Linked DNA regions of Sus scrofa: region 1 is linked to region 2. A link is a contact called in public Hi-C data. All regions are on one chromosome and are shown on one strand. The core of a region is the stretch at or near the end of the contact, and the rest is flanking DNA. Distances in the headings are between cores, read along the strand shown.

Region 1 (5,788 bases), core at 2,354-4,853, 270 kb after region 2:
GCCGTTCGCGCCCCCACCGCCCCCGGGACCCTCCGCGGGGCCCTGGGGCTTGAGGCCCTCGGTCTGGAGCCTCCTCCCCCCGAGGCTCCCGTGCTACCCGGCGCCCCTCGGCCGGCCCTCCCGCCCCCGAGCGGCCTCGGCGCCCCCGTGGTGGCTCGGCCGGCGACCCGAGAACCCCTACGCCGACGCCTGGGACTGGGGGTGGGGGCGGGACTAGGGCGCCGCGGCCCCGCCCCTCCCCGCCCCACCCTCCCCTGCCCGTCTCCCCCCGCAGCCCCAGCGGCCCCTGGGAGAGTTCGGCTCCCCCCGCAGCCGGCACGGCTCCGGCTCCTACGGCCCCGAGCCCACCGAGGCGAGGTCCCTGCCGCGGACGCCGTCCGCCTGTGAGTACCCTTGGCCCCCGGAGCGCAGGGGGAGGGCCCGGGACCCAGGCTGGGGACCCAGGGCCGGAAAGAGGAACCGAGGTTGCGCTGCAGCAGGAGGGATCGAGGGTAGACGCGAGGGAGAACTTCCCACCCACGTGCCGCGCCGCTCTCCCGCCCTTCGGCAGCCTCGCTCTACGGCAGCAGCACCCAGCGCTCGCGCTCCAACTCTTTTGGCGAGCGCCCGGGCGGCGGGGGCGGCGGCGGCGGCGCCCGGAGGGTCCGCGCCCTGGTCTCCCACTCGGAGGGTGCCAACCACACGCTGCTGCGCTTCTCGGCCGGAGACGTGGTGGAGGTGCTGGTGCCGGAGGCCCAGAACGGCTGGCTCTATGGCAAGCTGGAGGGCTCATCCACGTGAGTGGGAGCCTCGGGGCGCAGGGTGGGTTGCAAGGAAGGTGGGCAGACCCGGGGTTCCAGCTCCGACAGAGTCTCCCAGGACGGAGGCTGCCCTTGGGGCCTCGGACAACTCTCCCCCTTTACTATCCCCCTCCTCGTCCCACCCCCGTTTCCTCATCCATTCAGCTAGGGCAGAAAGAGCCTGTTTATTAAGTTCAGGGTAGGGACCCTTGAGAGGGTGGCAGAGGGTGGGGACTGGGAAGCTTCTCTCACAAGTGGGAGCATCACAGAAACCCTATGGCTTGAGCACCTACTGTGTGCCTTACACCGAGGGAGGAGGCAGCTTCCTCTCTACCCTGAAAGAGTCAGCCAAGCTCTGGAGTTCCCGTCGTGGCTTAGTGGTAATGAACCCAACTAGGATCCATGAGGATGCATCCCTGGCTTTGCTCAGTGGTTAAGGATCTGGCATTGCCGTCAGCTGTGGTGTAGGTTGCAGATGCAGCTCTAATTCGACCCCCTGGCACGGGAACTTCCATATGCCGTGGGTGCAGCCCTTAAAAAAAAAAAGAGCCAAGCTCTGCTGGAGGGAATGGCCAGGAAGGAGGTGGCCCCGGGACCTTGCAGGCTGAGTGTGCTCACCTCCTTACAGTCAGCATCTCCAATTCCTCCTAAGGTGCCCCAGCCCCTGGTGGGACCTGAGGCTAGACAGGTGGCTTTGAAGGTCGAGAAAGACCTTCTTCAGAGGATGAAATGAGTTACCCTGCAAGGCAGGCCTGGCACACAGCAGTGCCCAGTAATCGTCTCCTCCTCCTACTGGTGTTACTTTGACCACCAGTGTTGTTGGGCCTCTTGTTCATGGGACCCTCTCTTTCCACCCCCCAGGAGCGGCTGGTTCCCCGAGGCCTATGTGAAGCCTCTGGAAGAACTGCCCATGAATCCCATGAAACCTTTGAACCCCGTGACCTCCATGAAGCCCATGAACGCTGTGAACCCCGTTGCCTCCACGAACCCCGTGAGCCCTATGAATGCGCTGCCTTCCAGGTACCGCTGCGGTCAGAGGTGGGGCAGGGGTGGGGACACCAGTGGGGGGTGGTCCCACCCACCAGGGAGGGCATCTGTGAGCTGCCGTCCTGAGTGAGCCCAGCACCCTTAGGCCCCTGGAAAAAGGGCGCTCCCACCTCTCTACATGTGAAGGTCACTGTGTCCATTCCTCTGCCTCTGAGTCTCAAGACTGCCTTCAAGCCAGCAGTCTCCTTTCACCCAGGGGCAGGGGAGAAGGATGTAGGATGCTCTGGGCAGCAGATGGGGTCGGATGCAGCGGGGCCTGCCCCCTGACCTGCTTTCCTCCTTTCTCTGGAATCAGGTCCTACCCGCTCCGGGGCAGCCAAAGCCTTGATGACCTCCTGGACCGGCCGGGTAACTCCACAGCACCCTCCGAGTACTGGGATGGCCAGTCCCGCTCCCGAACCCCCAGCGGGGTCCCGAGCCGCACCCCCAGCCCCGTACCTACACCCCTGCCTGGCAGCCGCCGAGGTAGCATGGGCAGCATGGGGGCGGCCAGTGATGGCAAGGTGAGCCCCTCCCCCAGCCCGCCCTCACCCCTGGGGTGGTCCAGTGGGCAGGGGGACCGGAGACCAGGTAACCTTCCCTGCCTGTTCACAGAGGGGCAGGATGGGCTTCCGAGTCTGGGGTGGAGGATGGAGAGAAAGCCTTCTGCTGGGGGAGCCTGGGAGCCCTGCTGGGAACACTGGGAAAGGCCTCCCCGGGGGTGGGGCGGTGTTAGCACAGGGAGATGCTTCTCTGGCCCAGAGGCTCCTCAAGTCTGAAACCCAAAACCCATTTTGGGTTTCGGAACACTGGACTTCATTTCCCAGAAGCCACTGCGGGGACCTCTGGTCCAGTCCTCTGCCCCGCTGGAATGGGAAGTGGGAGGGGTGGGGGCTCACTTGCTTCTTCCCCCCTAAACCTGGCCCTCCATCCATCCTCACTGCAGAAACTTACGTCCTGGGAGCAGCAACCCCCAGAGCTCTTCCCTCGGTGAGTCCTCCAGCGAGGGTCAGAGGGGGCAACAGAGGGCTGGGGGTGGGGGGGACAATTAGGTGTGAGGGGAGATGACCCGATGGGGGCAGGAGGTAGGGTTGGACACCTGACCCGGATGCCCAGCTGCCTTCCCTGGGTCCACAGGCAGCTGTGAACCCGGACCTCCTCACCCGCACCTCTCTCCCCACAGGGGCACGAACCCCTTCGCCACCGTAAAGCTGCGTCCCACTGTCACCAACGACCGCTCAGCGCCCCTTATCCGCTGAGGCGCCATCCTCCACCAGGGGTCTGAGGTCGTCTCCTGCACACCTGCCCAAGGGCTGCCCAGAGCTGGCGGCAGCAGAAGCAGCAGCAGTGGATCCAAGAAGCCAGGGCCCCGATCCGGGAGGTGGCTGCCCTTCCACAAACCACGCCCCGGCCTGAGAAGTTCCAAGGGCGCTGGCCTGGGGTCTGGGGCCTTCCAAATAAAGCAGGTGGAATTGGGGGACAGAGCCATTTCTCCCCACTCCAAGGAGCCCCAGACTCTCCCTGGGGGGCCCACCTCGTGTCCCCCACCCTCTTTCCTCCTTCTGTGTCCCAGTGGGGAGGAGTCCCTTACACGCCCCCTCCCCTGCCCCGCACACGTCCCCCTGTTTAATTTTTGTAAACAGTGAGAAATAAAGCAAGTGAGATATGACGGCGGCGGCAGGACTGGCGGAGTCTGATTTGAGGGACAGGGTGGGACAGGCTGGGGATGGAGACCTCCCCCGGAGAAGGGAGTCAGGAGGTCCCACTAGAGTGGCGGTCCCCTGGGAGGCCTCACTCTCTCCCAGCCCCTCACGCCCCTCATTTTAAGTCCTCAGGTCTGCCCTAACCCCACAAGCCGCACGTCCCCACCTCTGACCCAGGCTCATTTCTTCTCTGGGTTCCCCGGGAAACAGGGGCCTCTCCAGAGGGGGAGGGGTAGCAGTGGCTGAGGTCAGGGACCACCAGCAAGTCACCCTCTGGCACCCTGGGACACAGCACCCTTTGTTCTGTCCCCTCCCTGCCCCCTCAGTCCCAGGCTCTCCGGCCTGGATTAGCCTTATCCAGAGGAAAGCTGCAGAGGCCCCTCCTGGAATGTGGCCTGGGAGTGTGGGGCGGGCAGGGAACTGAACCGATCAGGGCTCCTGGGGTCCCTCCTGTGCCCCTTGTACCACTAGGACACCCCCCCCCATCAGGGCAGGACTTTGTGTGTCCTCTGCCCTGAGGCTCCAGGAGGTGAAGGGACCTCCCTTATCTCCAGCTCTCCTGAGACAGGCCTGGGACAGGGAGCCCACCAGGGGGCCCGACCTGGCTCAGTGCTATGGTGGCTGCTCTGTCCCTTCTCCCCTCCCAGGTGCAAGCCTCTTAGAGGGGGTGGGGGTGGGGGAACATTAAGCCCCAGGCTTGCAGGAGCCAGCAGCTGATCTGCAGGAAGCCTGGGTGTCTTCAGCTGCGCTCCCATCAGGCTAGGCTTTCAAGGGAGAGCCAGTGAGGCGGCCTCTCCTTGCAGACCTCAAGAGATGTGAGGCTGGACACCCAACCCACAGGGCGGCTCAGGTAAGCATGGGGCCAGGGCTGCCAGGGACCACCCACTGCCCTGGTCCTCAAGCCCAGGGACGCAGCTGTGGTGAGGGGCAACACAGGAGAAGCCAGAACTTGGTCTTGGTGGGAGAAGGGCAGAGTCCCAGATACCCACGGGGCCCTTGGCATTGCCCAATTCCAGGCGGGAGGCCCTGGCACAGAGGGTTTGTGAGAGGGAGGGAGGCTCCTGCCCTGCCCGTGGTCCATCTTGCCTGTGAGGGAGCCCCCCCAACCTCGGTCTGTTATGGGACACTTGGGGTGGCTGCATGAACCCCTGGGTGGAGCTCTGGGAGTGTGAAGGGGTTGGGGGGCTGCTAAGGGTCTGAAGGGCAGAGGGTCTCTCAGCGCCCCCTCAAAGGTCCCCATCTGTCCAGTGGAACCCGAGGTTCTAACTACCCCAACCCCCAAGATTCCCAGCTGGCCTGGGGTGATCAGTCACCCATCTTACAGGTGGGAAAACTGAGGCTCAGTCAGGGGAGGGGAGCTGCCCAAGTCAGAGTAAATCCGTGGCTAAGCTGGGGTGAAGCGGAACTCGGCTCCCTTGGCCTGAGACACGGCTAATGCTGTTACCACGTGTTTGGTTTTCTTCTTCCATAATGTTCTAAACGACAATAGATATTCCTGAGCACAGAAAAATTAGGAACATAGCCCAGGGCCAAGGAGGAAAATGAACAGTCACCCATGTTGCAGCAGTTGTTTGTCTCCCACCCATCCCCCACCCCACACCCGTGCTGGTCGTTTGTCCTGAGACCCTCACGTGTGCGCACTGGGGACTTGTCGGTCCTCACACACACTTCCAGGGACACCCTGGCTGCAGGGTTCTCCCCCTCACCCAGACCCCCTCTCCTGCCGCTACTAGATCCTGAGGGGCAAGGCGTGTCCTCCAAGGGCGTCTTCCTAAAGTCGCGAATCAGGTGGGAACGGCTCTATTCTCCTCCCCTCAGCTTCACGTCCCGTTAGAGGAGGGGGCTTTTGGGTGAGATTTTCAGAGATACTCGGTTCCTCCTGCTGGCTCCTTTCCAAGCAGGGCTCTCGTGGGTAGCTCCCTGCCTCAGTTTCCCCACGCTGGCTCCCCATCCCCCTTTCTCATCTGGGCTACAGACCCTCGCTGCTCCCTCTTGTCCCCTCTCCCCCAGCAGAGGCGGCGGCGATGGGCGCTAGCGTCCCCCGGCGGGGCCCCGGCCCCCCAGACGGCGGCTGGGGCTGGGCGGTGCTGGGCGCCTGCTTCGTGATCACCGGTTTCGCCTATGGCTTCCCCAAGGCAGTGAGCGTTTTCTTCCGGGCGCTTATGCGCGACTTCGGCGCGGGCTACAGTGACACAGCCTGGGTGTCCTCCATCATGCTGGCCATGCTCTACGGCACCGGTCAGCGCCCCCTCGCGGGTCCCTTCTCGCTCCCCCCAGGCC
Region 2 (5,472 bases), core at 1,181-3,680:
AAGTCACTGCCCCTGAGCCCGCCCCCCCCCAGCCGCTCTTTCCTGAAACTGGTACCCAGTGACCAGGCATTGGGTTTGATCCCACAGAAACAGATGCTCTGGGTCTAAAGACACCCCTGTATCCATCTCTCCCTTCTTCCTGCCCTTTCTCCTTCCTCTGCACCCCCCACACCCTCAGGGCAGCCACCGGGCCAGGTCTCTGGCCAGGGGAAGAGACCACAGGACATTTGCCTCACCTGCATCCGCCCACTTCCAATTCAGGGAAAGGTGTGATAAGCAAGAGGCATACACCACAGCTGACCCCGCCTTCAGACTGTTAAGTTCTCCCGGCCATTCACACACCAAAGACTCCTCCCAGGGAACATCAGTCCTGGTTGCCCGCCCACGAGGGCACAGCAGGGTAATGAGGAAGCTGGGCAGGGAATGGGGCATGCGCCTTGAAGCTCTGCAGTGTCGAGGGGAGGACTGAGAAGGGATAGTCACGTTTACTGAGCACCTGCTATGAACTGTGCATTTCTTGTGCATCGACCTCCTGTGAGGGGAGGGACTGTGAGGGTCCTGGTTTTATTTTATTTTATTTATTTTACCATGCCTGTGGCATGTGGAAGTTGCCAGGCCAGGGACTGAACCCATGCCACAGTAGTGACCTGAGCTGCTGCAGCGACAACGCTGGATCTTTAACGCGTTGCACCACAAGGGAACTCCAGGGTCTTAATATTATAAACAGGTTCAATAAAATATCTGCTCAAGGTCATGCAGCTCCTAAGTGCTGTAGCTGAGGTTGGCCTGACTCCCAAGCCCACCTAACAAGAACTAAACTTGTGGAGTTCCCGTCGTGGCGCAGTGGTTAACGAATCCGACTAGGAACCATGAGGTTGCGGGTTCGGTCCCTGCCCTTGCTCAGTGGGTTATTGATCCGGCGTTGCCGTGAGCTGTGGTGTAGGTTGCAGATGCAGCTCGGATCCTGCGTTGCTGTGGCTCTGGCTGTTGCTGTGGCTACAGCTCCGATTAGACCCCTAGCCTGGGAACCCCCATATGCCGTGGGAGCGGCCCAAAGAAATAGCAAAAAGACAAAAAAAAAAAAAAAAAAAAAAAAAAAGAACTAAACTTGTGGCCGGTGCTGGATGAATGAATGAGGAGGTGATGGATGACTTCTGCTAAGGGCAGCAGGAGGCCTTCCTAGGGGAGGTGGCGTGGAGGCTGGACTTGGGAAACAGCAGGAATTCTTAGAGCAGAGAAGCAGGAAGGGCATTTAAGGCAGGAAGAATAGCATGTGCAAAGGCAGAGAGGTGTGGAAGCATCTGGTGTGTTCGGGAATCTGTAGGCATCGTGGTGTATGTGTGGGTATATGGGGTGTGAGATAAGGTGGGACCTGACTGTACATCACACTGAGGAGTTGGGACGCAATCCTTTTAGGAGGGGAGGGACTGTGGGGATTGGGAACAGTCATGATGGTTCAAGTGTGGTGGTTCCTGTGCCTGCGGCAACTTCAGAGGGTCAGCTTGAAGGATGAGCTGGAGATTTTATGTTCAGTAAATTCTCGGTCCGGCTTGGAGTGCCCCAATCTCCCTCACTTAACTGGGGCCAGTCAGAGATGGCCAGGCTCCCAGGGAAGTCCTTCTGGCTATCTAACTGCAGGTATTCGTTCATCCTCGCACCCTACATCCTCTAACCTCCTGCATCCTCAGAGTGAGGTGGCAGGAATGGCCACGGGAGTGGCTGGCTCGCCAGGGGCTGTGAGGAGCTGGGGCTTTCTCCCCACAGTCCAGACTGGTGTGGGGTCCAGACCGGTGCGCCCCCAAGATGAGAAGGAAACGGGCGAGATCCTCCCTATAAAGACATTTTGGGGTGATGGGGACGCAGAGAAGGAAAAACTGTGGTTTGGCCCGGCTCTGCCACCTCTGGGTGACCTTGGGCAAACTTATGACCCTTTCTGATACCCAGTTTCCCAGTCTGTCAAACGGGGCGGTGCTGCCCAGCGGATGGTGAGGGTCCCTCCAGGAGGGTTACACCTCCGGCTCCCGGGGGCGGGGTGCGTAGGGTCCTTAATGGCCAGTCCTGCAGGAGGGGAAGGGAACCGCCGAGGGGAGTGGCCCGCAGCCGAGGAACCGGGTACCGACCCTATCCCACCCACTCCCTTCCCGGCGCGGAGGAACCCTCTCCACCTGCCCCTGGGGGGCGAGAAAACCTGGGAGCGGATTCTCGGAGCGGGTTCTGGGCGGAGTGCTCCTGGAGGGAGGAGGAAAACCCGGGCAGGATCTGGGACAGGAGCGGCCCCCGCGGCCCCCAGCCCCTGCCCGGCCCGGCGCTGCCCGCGGGTGGGAGGGGGTGTGATGCCGGGCTAGGCTGAGGGGACGGGCCGGGGCCGGGTCCCCCGGGCCGCCCGGGGCTCCGGGGCTGGGGTGGGGGGGCGCGGCCTCCGCAGCGGGGCGCGGGTCACGTGTGAGGAGGGGCGAAAGTCTCGCAAAGCGGGGCGGCGTGCCGCGAGTTGGGAGTTCTCGGCGCGCCGCGGGCGGCGGGAGCTCGGGCTCCCGGGCGAGCCGGGGACGCGGCAGAGGCGGGGGCCTGGGTCCGAGACCGCGGGGGCCGCACCGAGAGTGGGAGGCAGAGAGAGAGAGAGGCAGAGGCAGGGACCCGGAGCGAGACAGAGACGCTCAGGGGAGAGAGGGCAGAGGCAGAGGAAGGCAGCGGACAGACCGGGAGGGCGACGGAGACGAAGACAGGGGCCCGCGGGGAGAGTCGGAGAGACCCAGGCGGGCAGGAGAGACTGCGAGAGACCGAGAGCCGAGGGGGCCGGCGGGGGCGGGGGCGGCAGAGCCCGGGCCGGCCGGCTTCGGGGGTCTCGGGGCCGGAGGCGAGCGCAGCGGGCCAGGGAGCGGAGCGCAGGGCGGGGGACAGCGCCGAGGGACAGCGAGAGAACCGTGGGGGCGGCGGAGAGAAGGCGGCGGGGGCGGGGGGCTCCAGCGCCATGGGTCCCCGGACCCCCGCGCTCTGAGCCCCGGCCCGGGGCCCGACGATGCTGAAGCTGAGGCGGCGCCGAGGGCGCGGCGCGGGGCAGCGCTGAAAGTTGGGCGGCCGGCGGGGAGCGGCGCGGGACGGCCCGGAGGCCGGGACACCGGGGGACCGACGGACAGACCCACAGGCAGCGGGGGAGGGGGGCGGGGCCGGCCGCCGAGTTCGCGGGGAAGGGGCGCCGGGACTCCCCGCTCCCGGCCCGGGACGCTGCCCGCCCGACTGCGCCGTGGGATGTAGCGGCCTCTCGCCGCCTCCCGGAGACTCGTCGGACCCTGCGCCCCGCGGTAAGCCCGGCCGGCGCTCGCCGCTGGCGCTGTCCGTCCGTCTGTCCCGCCGCGTGCGTGTGTATGTGTGTGTGTCCCGGGGCCTGGCGGCTCGGGCCCCGCCCGCTCGGCACCTTATCCCCTGACCCGGGCTTCGGCCGCCGGGCGCGCGTTCAGCGCGATCAGGCGACTTCCCCGGAGCCGAGGAGCTCTGTCCTCTGTCCGTCGTCGTCTCAGGAGCGTCAAGGTCTGGGTTTCTGCCAGGAGGGGGGGTAGAGGTGAGTGCAAAGGGCCTGGACCTCTTGCCCCGGCCGTGACCTTTCCCTGCCTCCACCCACCCCCAGTTGTCACACTGGGTTGGAGGAGTTTCAAAGCAGATGACTTGTGGCAAAGGGGGGGGGGGGTCTCCTATCCACCTCCCCAACTGCAGCCTGTTTGCAAAATGGCCCTGACAGAACAAAATCCCTCTTCTCTCGTTTTGAGCACCTGCTTTGGGCCCTGAGACCCTAGAGAGGGTGGACAGGGATGGATGAAGCAGTTCAGGCTTCCCAGCGGTGGCGACAGGCCACAGAGGGAGGCCAGAGTGCCTTCCCTCCCTAGACGGAGAGCACCAGGAAAGAGAGGTCTGGATGGAGTAGGGAAACTTCCCTGCAACCGTGCCCAGTGTCCCCTGACCAGCATCTACATGGCACTTGTGTTTCCAGAGCCCAGGCTCTAAGATGGGGAGAGGGTGCAGGGGGGTGGTGGGGGTGGGCGAGAGACAGGTGGAGGGCTGCCTGGCATAGTTAGCAGGCGGGGGCCTCCGGAGCAGGAGGATGCCAAGAAGCAGGTTGAGGGAACAGAGAGCTGAGGGAGGGAGGCCTAAGGGCCACACATGCAAGGTCCAGAGAGGAGCCAGACCTGTGTGTGTGTGCGTGTGCGTGTGCGTGTGTGTGTGTGTGTGTGTGTAGAATGTCTATTCTGTTTCTCCCCCACATCCAGTCTTGTGACCTCCATGGCTTTGGGACTTTTGAGAGCTGTTGGCAGGACTTTGGGGGCCTGAGAGCCAAACTGTGGTCCTGGCGTGGCCTGGGATGAGGGGACAACATGTGGAAGGGGGCACTGGGCTCAGGGCTGCCGTGCGGTGTGGCAGGAGCAAAGGCGGTTGGCTGTTGAGCTGACCTATAGCCAAATCGGAGTCTGGAGGGCTGAACCTAGAACATTCTACTTGGTTCTCTCCTGGGGGATGGGCTCTTCCTGGGGTTTTCCCCACTGGGCAGTGGGCCTTGGGTAGCCCCCATTTGGGCTCCTAGAAGTCTGCTCAGCTGGCAGAGGGGCCAGCACCACGGGCAAGCCGCTCTCCTCCCTGGCCCTCAACTTCCACATCTGTGGAATGAGGACAGCAGTCAGTCCCCTGTCCCACTGACCTCCAAGGGAGGGGGGGCTGGGCTCGAGGGAGCCGAGGGCTGTCTACAGGCTGGGAAAGTGCAGAGCAAATGGAAGTAAAGACTCATTTTACCTCTGGGAAGAGGCATAGCTAACGGGGAGGGGGAACGTGGCCTGAACTAGAGGACTGACCAAGAAGGGCAGTGTCCGGCATCCGAGGAGGGGGACCTGGGGCTGGGGACCTCTTCCTCAGGAACCTTTGGGTGTACCCTGGAAAGGGAAGCTCCTCTCTCCTGCAAGTATTGGAGTGACTGGGACTAGACAGGGCTGGCCTTGAATTTCTCCTGGGTGACCTTGGGCAGCTGGCCGGACCTCTCTGGGCCTCGGTTTCTTCACCTGGGAAGTGGGGATGACGGCACTGACTTCTTTGGGTTGCTGAGTGATTCGCAGACTAGGTCAGGTCTCTGGAAGCAGCTGACACAAGTCTGGAGCATAGTAGGTTCTTACCTGACATTTGCAGAGCAGAGAATGAAGGAGCCCTAGGAGATACGGTGAAAGGATTTCTTAGCTTAGGATGGAAGAGGGAAGGGGAGGAGGAACAGTGTAGGCTTACAGGGCGGGCTGGTTCTTAATGTGGATCTGGGGGAGGCGGGGGCGTGTGCCGAGGGGGGTGTGAGGAGGAGGGGGGCCCTCTGCGGGGACCACTGAGTCACGAGGACATGGAAGCGACATGACAACCAGCAACATGGTAACCAGGAGACTCGCGGCGGTGGGAAATGGAGCTGGAGCGGTGTGCTGGGGGGGGGCAGCCCTGGCAGCCCTGGGCCTG

Evidence for each region. Hi-C and Micro-C count contacts between places; a contact is called where the count stands out from the background.
Region 1: a Hi-C map of epiblast stem cells shows a contact between it and region 2, with 1.9 times the contacts expected there. A contact is called at or near these places in 1 of 5 promoter capture datasets (liver) and 1 of 47 Hi-C or Micro-C datasets (epiblast stem cells).

The regions. Positions count from the first base shown.
Region 1 is chr5:9,796,227-9,802,014 of Sscrofa11.1, forward strand. SLC16A8 (monocarboxylate transporter 3) reads left to right here and starts at 3,604. Exons shown (of 3, transcript XM_021091500.1): 1 at 3,604-5,746. The coding sequence starts at 5,533. It overlaps BAIAP2L2 (brain-specific angiogenesis inhibitor 1-associated protein 2-like protein 2), which reads left to right. Exons shown (of 14, transcript XM_003126055.6): 9 at 275-383; 10 at 551-776; 11 at 1,641-1,799; 12 at 2,122-2,329; 13 at 2,752-2,795; 14 at 2,989-3,479. The coding sequence ends at 3,064.
Region 2 is chr5:9,523,969-9,529,440 of Sscrofa11.1, forward strand. KCNJ4 (inward rectifier potassium channel 4) reads left to right here and starts at 2,431. Exons shown (of 3, transcript XM_021091491.1): 1 at 2,431-3,299.